Linked DNA regions of Scleropages formosus: region 2 is linked to region 1. A link is a contact called in public Hi-C data. All regions are on one chromosome and are shown on one strand. The core of a region is the stretch at or near the end of the contact, and the rest is flanking DNA. Distances in the headings are between cores, read along the strand shown.

The links. Hi-C and Micro-C count contacts between places; a contact is called where the count stands out from the background.
Region 2: a contact with region 1 is called in a Hi-C map of muscle, with 7 times the contacts expected there. The contact joins the promoter of atpaf1 here to the promoter of ifi44g in region 1. A contact is called at or near these places in 2 of 2 Hi-C or Micro-C datasets (both in muscle).

Annotation. Positions count from the first base shown.
Region 1 is chr9:8,007,300-8,014,187 of fSclFor1.1, forward strand. It overlaps ifi44g (interferon induced protein 44g), which reads left to right and starts at 4,124. Exons shown (of 8, transcript XM_018726737.2): 1 at 4,124-4,392; 2 at 4,746-4,940; 3 at 6,056-6,107; 4 at 6,788-6,888. The coding sequence starts at 4,760.
Region 2 is chr9:8,197,193-8,204,080 of fSclFor1.1, forward strand. It overlaps atpaf1 (ATP synthase mitochondrial F1 complex assembly factor 1), which reads right to left and starts at 3,242. Exons shown (of 9, transcript XM_018726697.2): 1 at 2,983-3,242; 2 at 2,567-2,675. The coding sequence starts at 3,203. It overlaps frem1b (Fras1 related extracellular matrix 1b), which reads right to left. Exons shown (of 35, transcript XM_018726727.2): 33 at 6,705-6,823; 34 at 6,482-6,567; 35 at 6,024-6,344. The coding sequence ends at 6,097.

The DNA.
Region 1 (6,888 bases), core at 2,874-5,373:
GCTATCCAATAAACTACTGAATAATTACTTTTAAGTGTTGGTTGAGAGGGACGCGGTGATGCGGCGGGCTTGGCCGGGTCCTGCTTTCTGGTGGGTCTGGGTTTTGAGCTTGCTTGGGTTGCCTTGCGAAGGACTGGTGTCTTGTCCTCGGTGTATCCCCTTCCCTTCCAGCCTTGCGCCCTGTGTTGCTGGGTTAGGCTCCGGCTCGCCACAACCCTGCTTGGGACAAGCGGTATCAGCCAGTGTGTGTTGGCTGAAAAAATTCCACCACAGTTCTTTGGTATTACAGATAGGACCTCAACATCCAGAAAAGGCAATGAGGTGGCAAACAGAGGCCTCAACAGGATAACATTGCAGCAACTGAATAATAATTCTAGCTTGTTGTTCAGTAGTTCAGTAGAACTTTTCATTGTTGTTCTGTATGAATGTGTTTGTAAGATTGTGTAAGGAGAGTGGATATGTATAACTACATAACACTTTTTCATACATAGACCTGAAATGCATGCTCCTTGGTATGCTATGTAATTATTGCTATTTATTGGTTTTCAACCCATGTTGCTCAGAACAGGAGTGACTCATTCTTAGATTAGAAATTATCTTAATTTCTATCTCAGCCTTCTGCCACCTCAGAGCTGTCCGGACACCAGAGACCAGTGATCGCTGGGAGGATTAGGACACAAGAACAAGCAGCGTGTTTCGTTCCAAATCCTCAAGTTTATTGTGTGTTCACATAGATTATATACTATTTTGCAGAACAAAGAAATAAGTTTTCATCGCTTTAAAAAGCGAGTCAGGGTCTAGGGACAAAACCACAAAAGGTAATGTTAAACAACAGAGCACTGTGATTGGTTATACATATAGAGAGGATATATGATACTTCAGTCGCATCCGTTAGCCCTTTTACCTTAAGCAAAGAGAGAGAAGTTAAAACAAGAACTCCAACGTGCACTCATATTCTTGACAGGTCTGACACAAACCAGAAGGACAGAGAGGTCAAGGTAGAGAAGAGACACGAGAGCCAGTTATTTCTCACGCTCATATTTTACTAGAGTCAGTTATAAGTTCAAGGCAGAAGCGCACCTTGGGTAGATTACTTACTTCTTGTTTTAGGAGCACCTGGGTTTCGGGGGTTGGGAATTCTATCAGCAACTGGTACGCACCGTATGTATAAGTCTCACACACACACACACACACACACACACACACACACACATTTTCAGAACCGCTTGTCCCATACGGGGTCGCGGGGAACCGGAGCCTACAAGGCAACACAGGGCTTAAGGCCGGAGGGGGAGGGGACACACCCAGGACGGGACACCAGTCCGTCGCAAGGCACCCCAAGCGGGACTCAAACCCCAGACCCACCGGAGAGCAGGACTCGGCCAAACCCGCTGCACCTCCGCACTCCCCAACACATTTTCACATATTATTTCACATAACACAAATTATTTCTTAACTGACAATTTCCTCTTTCCATCTACTCCATTGTGTTCATTCAATGACATTTTTATTTAACACCATGCTCCTGTCATGTGTCCAGATTATATTAGATGAACCCTCTGTTGTTATAGGACCTTGTTCGATGTATAGGTATTTACTTTTTCTATATACTTTTTCTTGGATACCAATTCTTCAGATGCTGTCTCTAAGGCCATGTTTTAAGAAACACTAAAATCTTATTTAAGAAACCAGATGATCTCATACTCTACCCATAAAAAGAAATGTGTAAGGGAAAGTTTGAAGGAACTTGAACTAATTTATAAACCTTACTAATAGTATGGTACTGTACCCTGTTTCAAATTATTTGTCTGCTGGAGGCTGAAAACAAACTTTGATTTGCTCTGCACCCATGATGTTGAAACACACACACACATTTCCAGAACTGCTCATCCCATAGGGGGTTGCAGGAAACCGGAGCCTACCTGGTAACACAGGGCGTAAGGCCAGAGGGGGAGAGGACACACCCAGGACGGGACACCAGTCCATCACAAGGCACCCCAAGCGGGACTCGAACCCCAGACCCACCGAAGAGTGGGACTGCAGTCTAACCCACCGCGCCACTGCATCCTCTCCATGTTGGAACACTGTTATTGAAAATATGTTCTACCCATTATGAACAAGGGGACCAAGCCAATAAACATTTAGCCCATCCCCTGTGCACCTTTTAGCCCACACACCACAACTAATTTCAAGGCTTTATGTCAAGGCCAGTTCCAGCAAAACTACACCAAGTTATACACCCCAAAATCCATTATTGATCATGTATCACAAGACACATTCTCATACTTGTTTAAGGTCCTCTCTCTATCAAGTTTCAAGTTTACTGTCATAGGTACAAGTACTGTCTACAAGTATCATGAAATTCTTCTTGAATGTTTCTCCCCAGGTCAGGCGGTGTGGTGGCGCAGTGGGTTGGACCACATTCCTGCTCTCTGGTGGGTCTGGGGTTCAAGTCCTGTTTGGGGTGCCTTGTGATAGATTGGTGTCCTGTCCTGGGTGTGTCCCCTCTGGCCTTATGTCCTGTGTTGCTGGGTAGGCTCCTGTGACCCTGTATGGGACAAGCGGTTCTGAAAGTGTGTGTGTTTCTTCACAGACTTTGGACAAGACAGAGACAATACAAATACTGAACAAACAAATCACTCAGAGAATGTCAAAATAAGGTTTGATGAGCCTCTCTCATGTCTGAAGTATTCAGACTGTAAAGCCCTTTAGTAGAGTTGGGTTTTATAAGATCTTCTCAGTTCAGGTGTCTTAAATTTAATGTGTACTGAATTAGTGTGTGTGTGTACTGAATTAGTTAGTGAATGTAAGACACTTCCTCCCACTCTTCATTATGCCTTCATATCTCTCCTATTGAAAAAACACAAAGACCCTTCAGACTCTAGGTCTTTCCACCCAATGTGTCTCCTTAACTGTGATGTCAAAGTCTTAGCTCAAATATTCACAAAAATTTGAAAGCTGATCTTCCTTCAGTTATTGTAGTATATCAAACCAGCTTCACTGGAACACCTGTTTTTTTAATATTTGATGGCTGGTTAATATCTTACGCACAGGTGTTATGTATAACACCCAAAATCGTTATATCCTTGAATACAGTAAAAGTTTTCAATTGAACAGAATGTATTTATATGTTCTATTCCCTGGAGAGGAGTTTTGGATCTCACTTTATTCATGCATTAAATGTCTGTATAGTTTTCCTGTAGCCTCTGTCTGAAATAATTTTCAATGAATAATTTCAATTTAAAAAAATTATTTCAAAAATCAGTGACACACAAAGTGTAAATTTAAAAATGATTATTTTACTGCACAACTAAATACTATTAATTATATTTAATGATTTTACAAGCCATGTCACATATACATTTAGACCTTATTTTACAAACAACCACATTACGTGTTTTTGAATAAACAACATTTTTCAGTTTTATTTCATTTTTCCTCACGGTTGAATTTTCTATTTCTCCACCGCGGAGCGAAAATGCCTTGAATTTCCACTAATCGCCATTGGATGGCAGCAAAACGCACTCAGAAGAGAAACTCAAATGACACTGGAGGGAGGGTGAGCGAGTAGGAGCGTGTTTTTTTTCTCTTTTATTTTGATGTGAACTTAATTTGAATGTTTCTTCATGTAAATAAAAGAAATAAATAAAAGAAAATAAACTGGCATCCCATCCATAGTGTACCCTGTTTCACTTCTTATGTTTCTAGTATAGCTAACCATAGACCGCGTCATACAACAAAATGATGTCTTGTAGAGAATTTAAAATTCATTAGTGTTATCTGTTCTAGTTTTGTTTTTTTTTTTTTTTTTTGAAAACAGAACCTGTGAAAGCAGAGATACAAGCAGACTTGGAGGGGTGTCTTCTCACATCAGGACACATCAGATAATCCCTAAAAAATTCAACACCGGGACATCTTGCAAAGACATGGTGCAACATCCATAGAGGAGGTTTGCATGCAGCTGTCCTGTCTGGAGCTCCAGTCCGAAGTGAGGCTCATGGATGAGTGTAAACGGAACAGAATCAGTGCTGTACAGCTACAGGCCACACACAGTAAAGGCAGACGATTCCAGTTCTAAAGTGACTGTTTATTAAACTCACGATACTTTATGCACTCACATTATTGTCTGGGCTGGTTTTCTTCCGGTGCACTCCCCAAAACGGGCACCTGCTGCAACAGTATATAATTCCCGTTCGTCGTTACACACAACACAGTATTTGCAGTTTGTATGTCGGTTGCGCTCCTGATGACGTGTTCATCGCAAACTGAAAGTGATCGCGTTCAGTTTCGTTTCTCAGTCCACAAAAGCCTGTGTGTCCCCTGGGAGAACACATTGATTGAACACTGAACGCTGGACCCACCCGTGGAATTGCAGCCCCTCCTGGTGTCCCGGTAAACACGTACGATAATACTTAAGTTTGTACCTACCGTGCTAATTTTATCACTTTTTTCATCGTCACATAACCTTCACATCGACATTGTAGGCTTATTATAATATAAGGGCTGTGACAAATTTAACGACCAAAAAAGTTTACTGCTCGCTTCGCTTGTTTCCGGAAATCAGTCACTCTCACGTAATGAAAATGTTAATTGTTGTTTATAATAAGGGACTCAAACTGTGTACTCGGACAGAGACCGTTTGCTGGTTTGCGTTCTTGCAGCTTTTAAATTCCCTTTTTTTTTTTTTTTTTACATCATGAGCTGTTGGAAACATTAAATGCGTTACAATGTCTTCACACACACAGGAGACGGAAAAAAGATGGAAAAAAAAATGTCATGTATTAATAAAGGCTTCACATTTGGACAAGCTCTCCAAGTGAAGGCAGAATCCCTGTCTGGGGCCGGTTTGTCTGCGAACTCTGCAACGCCGTTGCCAGCGGTATTAAATTCCAGCAAAAGCAGTGGAGATGCGGAAGACAGTTGTAAACAGCTGAAGACGTGTAAGGCAGTTTTTAAATCTTTTATTTTTTTTTGTTACACTTACAGTTCACTGAGTGATCACAGAAACTGGACCACCTGTGTCTTTCTTTCTTCTTTCTGCAAATTGGACTTTGTTGAAGTTTCCCCTCTACAAGGAAAAAACAGTTGTTCTTATAAAACCAGGTGTGTCGAACAGTGTTGTTTAGTAAGTTTTTCACGACACTTTTTTCTCCAAAGCAACTTGCAGTTTTAGGTACTTATAATGATTTACCCATTCACAGCTGGGTAATTTTAGTGAAGTAATTCAGTTAGTACCTGGCTCAAGGCTACTAGACCTAGAAGGGGGATTTGAACTTGCAACCACCTCCAAAGGCTCTAACCACTATTCTATCTTGCTCTCCCCACATGTGCATGCTTAAGCTGCACTTAACTACATTTTGAGTGTAAATGGGAAACAGACTTCTGTACTAGCTTTCTCTGTTCAACTTTCTGTGTCCCACCTGGTGCATAGAAAATTCATGTTAAATTTACTGTGGGATGGACGATGGTACATTTAAACTGTACCTCTTACATGAGGTACAACATTGCAGTCCAAGATCAATGTAATAACTTTCGTCTCGTCATTTATTTTTTTTCATTTTAACACAAATTACTGAATACAGTATATGAAATGCTTAATAAAATCAAGTGAAGTACTAACAGTGGAGCAAGAAAGGCAAGCATCATGTTGAGAGTAAGGTACAGTCGCAAGATGTCATGTGAAGAGGCAGGTTTTCAAGAGGTGCCAGAAGGTAAGGAGAGTGGGGAGCACGAGATCATTTGCACAGCTCCATATCCAGGATTAAGGATGAGGAAAAACCCTGTACATCTGGCGAAAGGAGCCACGGGGAATCAACAGTCCAAGATTTTGTGGTGGAAATTATGGAGAGATGAGGTATGAGGAGCAGATCCAGGTAGTGAGCTGAGGGTATATTGCCACTTGACATGGCTTAGCACTACCTTGTCCTTTTGCGTTCTGTCCTGATTATACAGAGATGACAGTTCGTAACGTGTAATAATACAAAACTTTATAATGAATGGTAATTGCTGTTTGGTTATTGCTTGTTGTTTTTAATACATGCAGTTTCTATTTTAGATTTCTTCAATTTGCTCAAGTCTCCCTGGAGAGCGGTGGACTGGTCAAAGCAGTGAGTAGACAGATGCCTTCAATATCCTAAATAATAAAGAGGGATGTGACATCACTCAGAGGCTAGTGCTGTCACACAGCTACTGGGTTCTTAGTATGAGTGTGAATAAATGTGTGTGTCTATATGATTACCATATACACACACACACAGTGGCTGAAGCCACTTGTCCCAAGTGGGGTTGCAGCGAGCCGGAGCCTAACCCGGCAACACAGGGCGTAAGGCTGGACCGGGAGAGGACAGACCCAGGACGGGATGCCAGTCTGTCACAAGGCACCCAAAGCGGGACTTGTACCCTAGACCCACCAGAGAGCAGGACCTGGCCAAGCCCTCTGTACCACTGTGCCCCCTTCATTACCATACAATAAAATAAATATCTGTCCAAAGTGACCTCATATGTTCCAAAAAATGGCTTTGGATTGGATCTTAAGTTGTTAAGGGCAAAGGCTCTTTATGATGCTAGCTGGACAACAGTTAGCCTTTTTTAGTTATTGACAGTTGAAATATGTGCACATTTTTTATCCTTAATGCAGTTGTATGTCTTCTGTGTGTAGTGGCATACTTATTATTTATGGTAAAATAAGTTTTACTGGCATAAAACCTCCATGTTACTGATTGTGTTTCTTTAAAATACTCTTTAAACTGTCAAAGGCCTCATGTAAAATATCACATTTCTTCCAAAGGCACAGAGATGCATTGATGAAATCAGTTTCCATGTACAAGCCCAGCAATAATTCTGTCTTTGAGGCTCGAGTTCTTCTTCTGGGTCCAGCTGGAGCTGGCA
Region 2 (6,888 bases), core at 1,992-4,491, 190 kb after region 1:
GCACGCGAAAAGTAGGATAAGCCCCTCCTCATTCCAGTGATTACCCCCCAAGGGTTTAGGTGATCACCATCATTAGTCTTCACTATGTTTTCTGTATCCTTCCATCCAACATCCAGTCCTAGTCGTTCTTCAATTGAAAGCGTCCACCACCACAACGCTTCCCTCCAAGGCTTTGACTCTGAGAAAATACACATTCTCCTTCGTTAGCCCAACCTGTCTATTTAGGTCGAGGCTCTTCTTGCTAAGTGCGCCTCTCCAGTCGAAGATTAGTGCTCCTACATGGACCTCCAGTTCGCAGTTTTTGTCACCAGCAACCTCTCTTGCTTCTTCTATGACCTGTGTTCTTTCCTATTTCGTTCTTTTCTCATTATAGGCCTTGTTCAGGGTGTCACCTAAGTTGGCATCTGCTGTAATAGTATCTATAATAAACAACTGCTTGTTATTATGACATATAAGATCAGGGATTCTGATACCATCACTAGTTTTTAAATGCGGTTCCAGGTTGACCTGGTATCCCCTTGCAGTAATGAGCTTCATAAGCATTTTGTTGATATTGTTGCATCTAAGGACATATTTATCATGCACTCTGTTGCATGACTGCATGATATGACTAAGACTCTCTGTTGCGTTGCATCCCTCACTGCATTTTGATGCTTGTCCTCAGCCCCGTATACTTCTTTTTTTGGTGTTTAGCTTTGATATAATTATGGCCTGATAACAATATCATCCCATTTCCAACCCAGAAACTGGCCTGTGGGCATTGGTTTATGTTCTTGAGACCCATGTCATCCTGACTGGTGTGAAGCTGTTCTCCCCAGTAACTCCTACAGGATGCCTTGTTGCTTACTGTCATCCCACCTTGCTCCATCAATTTTAAGTCCTTTTGTAACCTGGTGGTGAATTTGTATGTATTGGTGATGTTTATGTATCTTTTTCCAGGATCCTCTTCAGGTTCTGCATCCTGTTGTGTCTAATGTATGGAACTTGCGTTTGCAGGTCAGGCACACCCAGTCCTCCATCCATTATATTACTATAGAAAAATCCTTTTGGGGTATCGCGAGGTAGCCTCAGTGCCGCTCTTATAAAACCTCTAATGATGCTGTTAGAATTTGTTCAATATCTTTGCAGTAACTCTTCCAAGGACCAGTTAATACTGGACTCTATATAATATGAAAGTTCTTAACAGGAACATTCGCCGTTACGGTTTTAACGGGGCTTTCTTCAGGTTATTCAGCATATTATCTAGGGCCTCATGATCTGAGAGGTGTCTACCTTGGGCACTAAAATATATCCCGAGGTATTTATAGGTGCTAACAATGTCTACAGATAGCACCTGTTCCTGCCATATGTATGCTACAGCCTCTGGACTGCAGTAAGAAGTTTTATTTCTTGGATCACCAATGACCCGTAGTATGGCACATTTCTTGGCATTGGGTGTCAAGCATTCTAGCAAGGTATTAAGTTGGTTCTGAAGTCCAATCTCTGTGCCGACTACGAGCACCATATCGTCTGCGAAGGCCAAAGCTTTATATTTGAAGTCTTTTAGCTTATAACCACTATTAAGGCGATGGACTTTCTCGATAGCTTCAACCAGCACGCAGTTAAACAATAGAGGGCTTAACAGATCTCCTTGTTTAACTCCGTTTGCTATCTGGATCTTCTGTCCAAGTAGCTTGGTTGTTCCAGACAAGTAGTATTGTTTCAGGTATCCGCAGATATATTCTGGCACCCCTGCAGCTATGGCACCTCTGATTATGGAGTCATGGGCTACAGAGTGAAATGCTTTACGCAGGTCGATGAAACAAATCGCTAAATCCTGGTGATTCTTCTTGGCGTCATCTATGAAGGAATTACGGATCATGATATTAGCACTGCATCCGTCTATACTGGGAAAACCATTTTGTACCATATTTGGTCGTATGTATGTTGACATATGCCTCGCTAGAATTTTATGCTATAACCTCCTCAGCTCATTCCCCACAGAAATTGGTCTAAATTCTGTTGCATCCCTAGGTGTAGATGTTTTTGGGATCAGGGTTGTCCTGCTAGATCTAAAATATTCGGGAACTGCTCCCGACACTAGGATTCCATAAACAGGAGGCACAGGATGTAAGTGTTGATGGCTTTGATAGATCCATTAAGTAATCCATCCAGGCCCAGAGCCTTGTTGTAACACAAGCTCTTAACTATCGCTCCTACTTCTTCTACAGTATTAGGGTTAAGCATATCGTAATATGTTGTTCCTGATTTCACCAGAGGCCTCGGGTCATTGATTTTATTTTCCTCTAGTACCCCTCTCCAATATACGAGTTTGTCTTCGTCCGAACCTTTAACCTGTACGTTACCGCTACCTGCTCTGCAGTTAGCCTGCTTTGAGCTTTTTGTGTAATGTACAGAAAAAAAGAGAGTGATTACTTTTCCCTTTCGCTCAAAACAGCCCGACTCTGAGGGCAGAGCGAACGGCAGCATCAGGACGAGTCGGGGGAAGTGAGGCTGTGGGCAGAGCAGCTCATACATACGTTACATACATATTACATACCTATTATTACTGTAATTACATACATACCTCCTGCTCCACGACTAGGGCAAACTCGGCCTGTGTGGAGATGCCCAGCGGTTCCCTCGTCACCTCCTCCCGCTTCTCCATTCGTGCTCTAAACTCCCCGGGCCGAGAGCTTAGAGCAGTGAAACAAACAAACAAACAAACAAATTAAAGACAGACATGAGGGCTCCTCTGCTGAACAGCAGTTGCCGCTGCAGGCTCAGGGAAGGACTGTTAGCATCATCATGAGCTGGAAGTTGGCGAAGCGCACCGCTACACGCAACATCACGTGACTTCTGCGAGCACAGGGACGGCGAGGTACGGTCAGTTCGCGTGTCGGGGCGCTATGCAGTTCATTCGTCTCATATACAGCATCATTGATCAAAATAGCTACGCGTTCTCCCAGCATGCACTGCGGGCCCTTCGGCACGGGGTACTACCTGCGCAGCTCCCTGATCTTGTCTGCGTACTTCCCGTAGAACGGGTTCTCCTCCAGCTGCGGCTCCCGCTCCTTCTTCATCGAAAAGGCCCGCAACCGAAGCGGCACCGCGCCGGGAATCAGCGGCCTCCCGCCCACTGTCCGCACCGCCAGCATCCCGCGGTACAGACAAGCCATCTGAACCAGGGCCGCCGCCATCTTGTTCTCATCGCCGTCCCTCATGAATGGAGCCTCGGCTCCGCGGACGGAAACAGCAATAATGGAATAATCGTTCCGCCGCAGACCAAGGCGATGGTTCCGTTCGTTCAGTTGGCGGGCGATTTTCTCCAATGTTCCACACTGTGACGCGACCCGTAGCGGTATTTGGCCATTTGTACAGCTGGGTGTCTTTGCTGTAAATATTTCCGTTTTGTTACAGTGACAGGAAGGTTGTGAAACTAGAGTAAAATAATGACACTTTTGTACATTTTGTGCATCTAGAATTATCTTACACTACTTAATGTTTCCAAAGAAGAAGTCAGTTCATCCTCACAAAATGTGCTCTGCACCAATGCATTTTTGATTCCTAATGAAGAGAAACACGTACAAATTAATAGTAAATATTACCCCCGTAACAGAGAAGCAGATTTGACGGACAAATCTTGCTTCTTTTTTGCTCGATTGAAATGGAAACAGTCCCTCATCTCTCTTTTTTGGTCTGCATTCCAAATATTTATGTTATGGTAGCTTTGTTTTTCTCTTTTTTTACTCGGCTCGTTAATATTATTGTCTCTATGGCTCTTTTTTATGCTAGTGAATCTGCTAATAAAAATGTGGATAGCGCAATTCGTCTTGTCTGTTTATTAAGTAAATTTCATATTCATAAAGAAACGGGCATTAATTAAATTTTGCCCTAACTAAATTAGGTAAGAATTATAATAATCAAGAATTTGCTGTTCCAAACTGATTTACAGTTTCTTCTTTCCTCTCTTCATAAACATCTTCTAATAAGAAAACCATAACAACGTCGCAAGGCATTAAACTGTTTTTGGGGCAAATTGTAAATATCCCAATATTCATGTATTTGCTAATCTTGCGCTTTGTTTTTTTTTTAATTTTCTTTCTATTTTCTTTATTCATGTTCTTTCTATTCCCCCCCCTCCCTTGTCGGTTGTTATTATGCTAGTCTTGTATTTTTAATTGTATTTTATATTAACATTTCATTTAGCAGACGTTTTTCTCCAAAGCGACGTACATCTCGTAGAAAATACTATTTGTACATTACATTACGAGATAGAAACATAGATGCAGACATGTGATCCTTCAGTACAGTTTCAGTTTGTTTCCTTCACCATGCACCGACGTTCATCACGATCACACAAATGCATGATATATATTTGTAATATTTTCATTTTTTCAGAACCGCTTGTCCCATACGGGGTCACGGGGGACCGGAGCCTACCCGGTAACACAGGGCGTAAGGCCAGAGGGGGAGGGGACACACCCAGGACGGGACGCCAGTCCATCGCAAGGCACCCCAAGCGGGACTTGAACCCCAGACCCACTAGAGAGCAGGACTGTGGTCCAACCCACTGCGCCACCACGCCCCCCTGATTATATTTGTAATATTTGTTCTCAAATAAAACTGGGAAGAAACATTGTTTCTCATGGAAAAATATCCCCGCACCACAAATTTCAATAAGTACCAAAGAGAGAAAAACATTCTGTGCATATCCGTGATGTAACACATATGTATGATAAAGACACAATTTGCGAGAGTAATTCTTCATGATTTAAAGTTTCATTGTTAATAGTTACTTATTTTTATTCTTTTTTTACGGCCTTCTTTAAGAAACCAGGTTCGAATCCTCGCTCCCGCTGTAGCACCTTTCAGCAAAGCATTTTCACCATGAATTTACTCTAGTCCAAATTACCATATGTAAATAACTAAGTGGCTTTGGAGAAAAGCAAGAATGAATAAAGCGGTACAACCATGTCCAAGAATTCGGTTTACGAGAACTGTAGTTTAGGACCCATTTAATACCCCTACTTCAATTTACAAAAACTTTTGTCCGTATTTATGGAGACCGAATTGGGATTTTGCAGCACTTCCCGCGGCCGACGAACACGAGACGAGCGCCACCTTGTGGTCTTGCTCGCACTTACAGTTTAGCTCGTGTGCGCTGATTTCGTTCTGCGCCTCCGTTCGCTGTTGGGTGCGAATTTCAGCGGTTGCAGTCTCGCTCAACTTGGTCCCCTTAGGACTGTCCAAACACGGCCACTTTTTTTGGTGGCTTTTGATGATATTGTAGAAAAATGGGTGTTAATTTTGTGGCCCAGGCTGTAGTTCACTTGTCATCTGTATTTGCCTTCATGGATGGTTGTGACGGGCTGTGATTTTCTATACGGTAGTAATGTATGTGCAGTGTGTAGTTGGTTTTTGTTATGTAAGAAGTGTGACATAATGGAAAAAAAATTATGCAGCAACTTGTGAGATGTAAATGTTTGTGCTGAATAATTCTGTGCTTAGAATTGAAGAATAATGGATAAACCTTTATGCAGCTTCTCCTTTGGTGTATGCTGGCTCATATGGTGGAATGTGACAAATTAACTATATTTTAGAATCACGTGTCTGCATCCAAATCTCTCCTTCTTTTGATGTAATGGACTGTCTTTTTCTCTGAGATGTAAGTTGCTTTGGAGAAAAGAATCTGTTAAAGGAAGAAATGTAAATGTTTATAAATGGAGGGACAAAAACCTTCTGGCTTTGTGACACCAACTGTCTATCTGTTCTAAAACACCTCATACAAATGTATGACACATTTGGTCTTAGTAAAAATGCCAAAGTATTTAATATATTATAACTTTATCTTAGACTTAACGTATCCTGTAAATAAATCAAAGGGATCTGTGTTACTAACCTTTTTATTGAGTAGTTAATAAAGAAAGCTGAAAGTGGCTCAAAAATTACTAACATTGCATAGGCATATGAGAAGAAATGCTCAACCTTCAGGATGGGAGGCTGCGGAAATAACTGATTTTATTTTCAGTCATTTTAAACTCATTTTTTTAAAGTTAATAAAAATAGTAAAAAAAAATGCAGTTTGCGTGACTATTCCTGTGGAAATGCATTATGCTATTTTGTACTAGATGGTCTTTGCTGTGACATGAGGATGTCCTGGACTGCTGCGGAGCATATGTATTTATATTCTGGGCCTGCAGTGCAGTTCTCTGGTGTCCAAGTCCTCTGGTTCTGGGCCAGCACACAGTAGAGACCAGTGCTATCCAGGGACTGATATTCAGCATTGCTGTGGCTCCTCAGCCTGGAGAATGTCATGAAGCGGCCATCAGTCCAGGCCCACTGCCCTGGTGTGCCACTCAGCCCTGTAAACCCACAATGACAGAGTAGTCAGACGTGTGCCTGCGTACTCATTCCTGATCTATGCGTGTTTGATGCATAGATTAGGAATGAGTGTCTGAGAGTGTGATTTATCAAAACCGACAAGCGACTAGACCCTTACCGATCCAGAACGGCTGCTTGCTGGCAAACTTCCATAGCCACTTCATGTCTTTTTTGGAGTGGACACTTGCCAAATTACTGTTGAACCTGTACATATAAAGGCATCATACATGTTTTGTAAGCAGTGCACGGTTTTTGTGTTGTTGACATTGACATTCCAGGTGTATTCATGTAAATTTGCTGATGGTGTTGTCAGCAATATTGCCTGTATGTAACACACATACATTAAGGTGCAGGCTTGTTGAGCGCTGCTCCAGCTGGCCCTGCCCTGGCTCAGGGTGTAACAGTTCCCCTTGTGGGAGGTCCAGCCTGCAGGGCAGATGCTGCCACTGGGCTTCCCAGTCTGAGACAGAGAGGGTAGGAGAAACATGGAGAGTTAAACATTTAGCACAGGATTCCGTGCTGGAA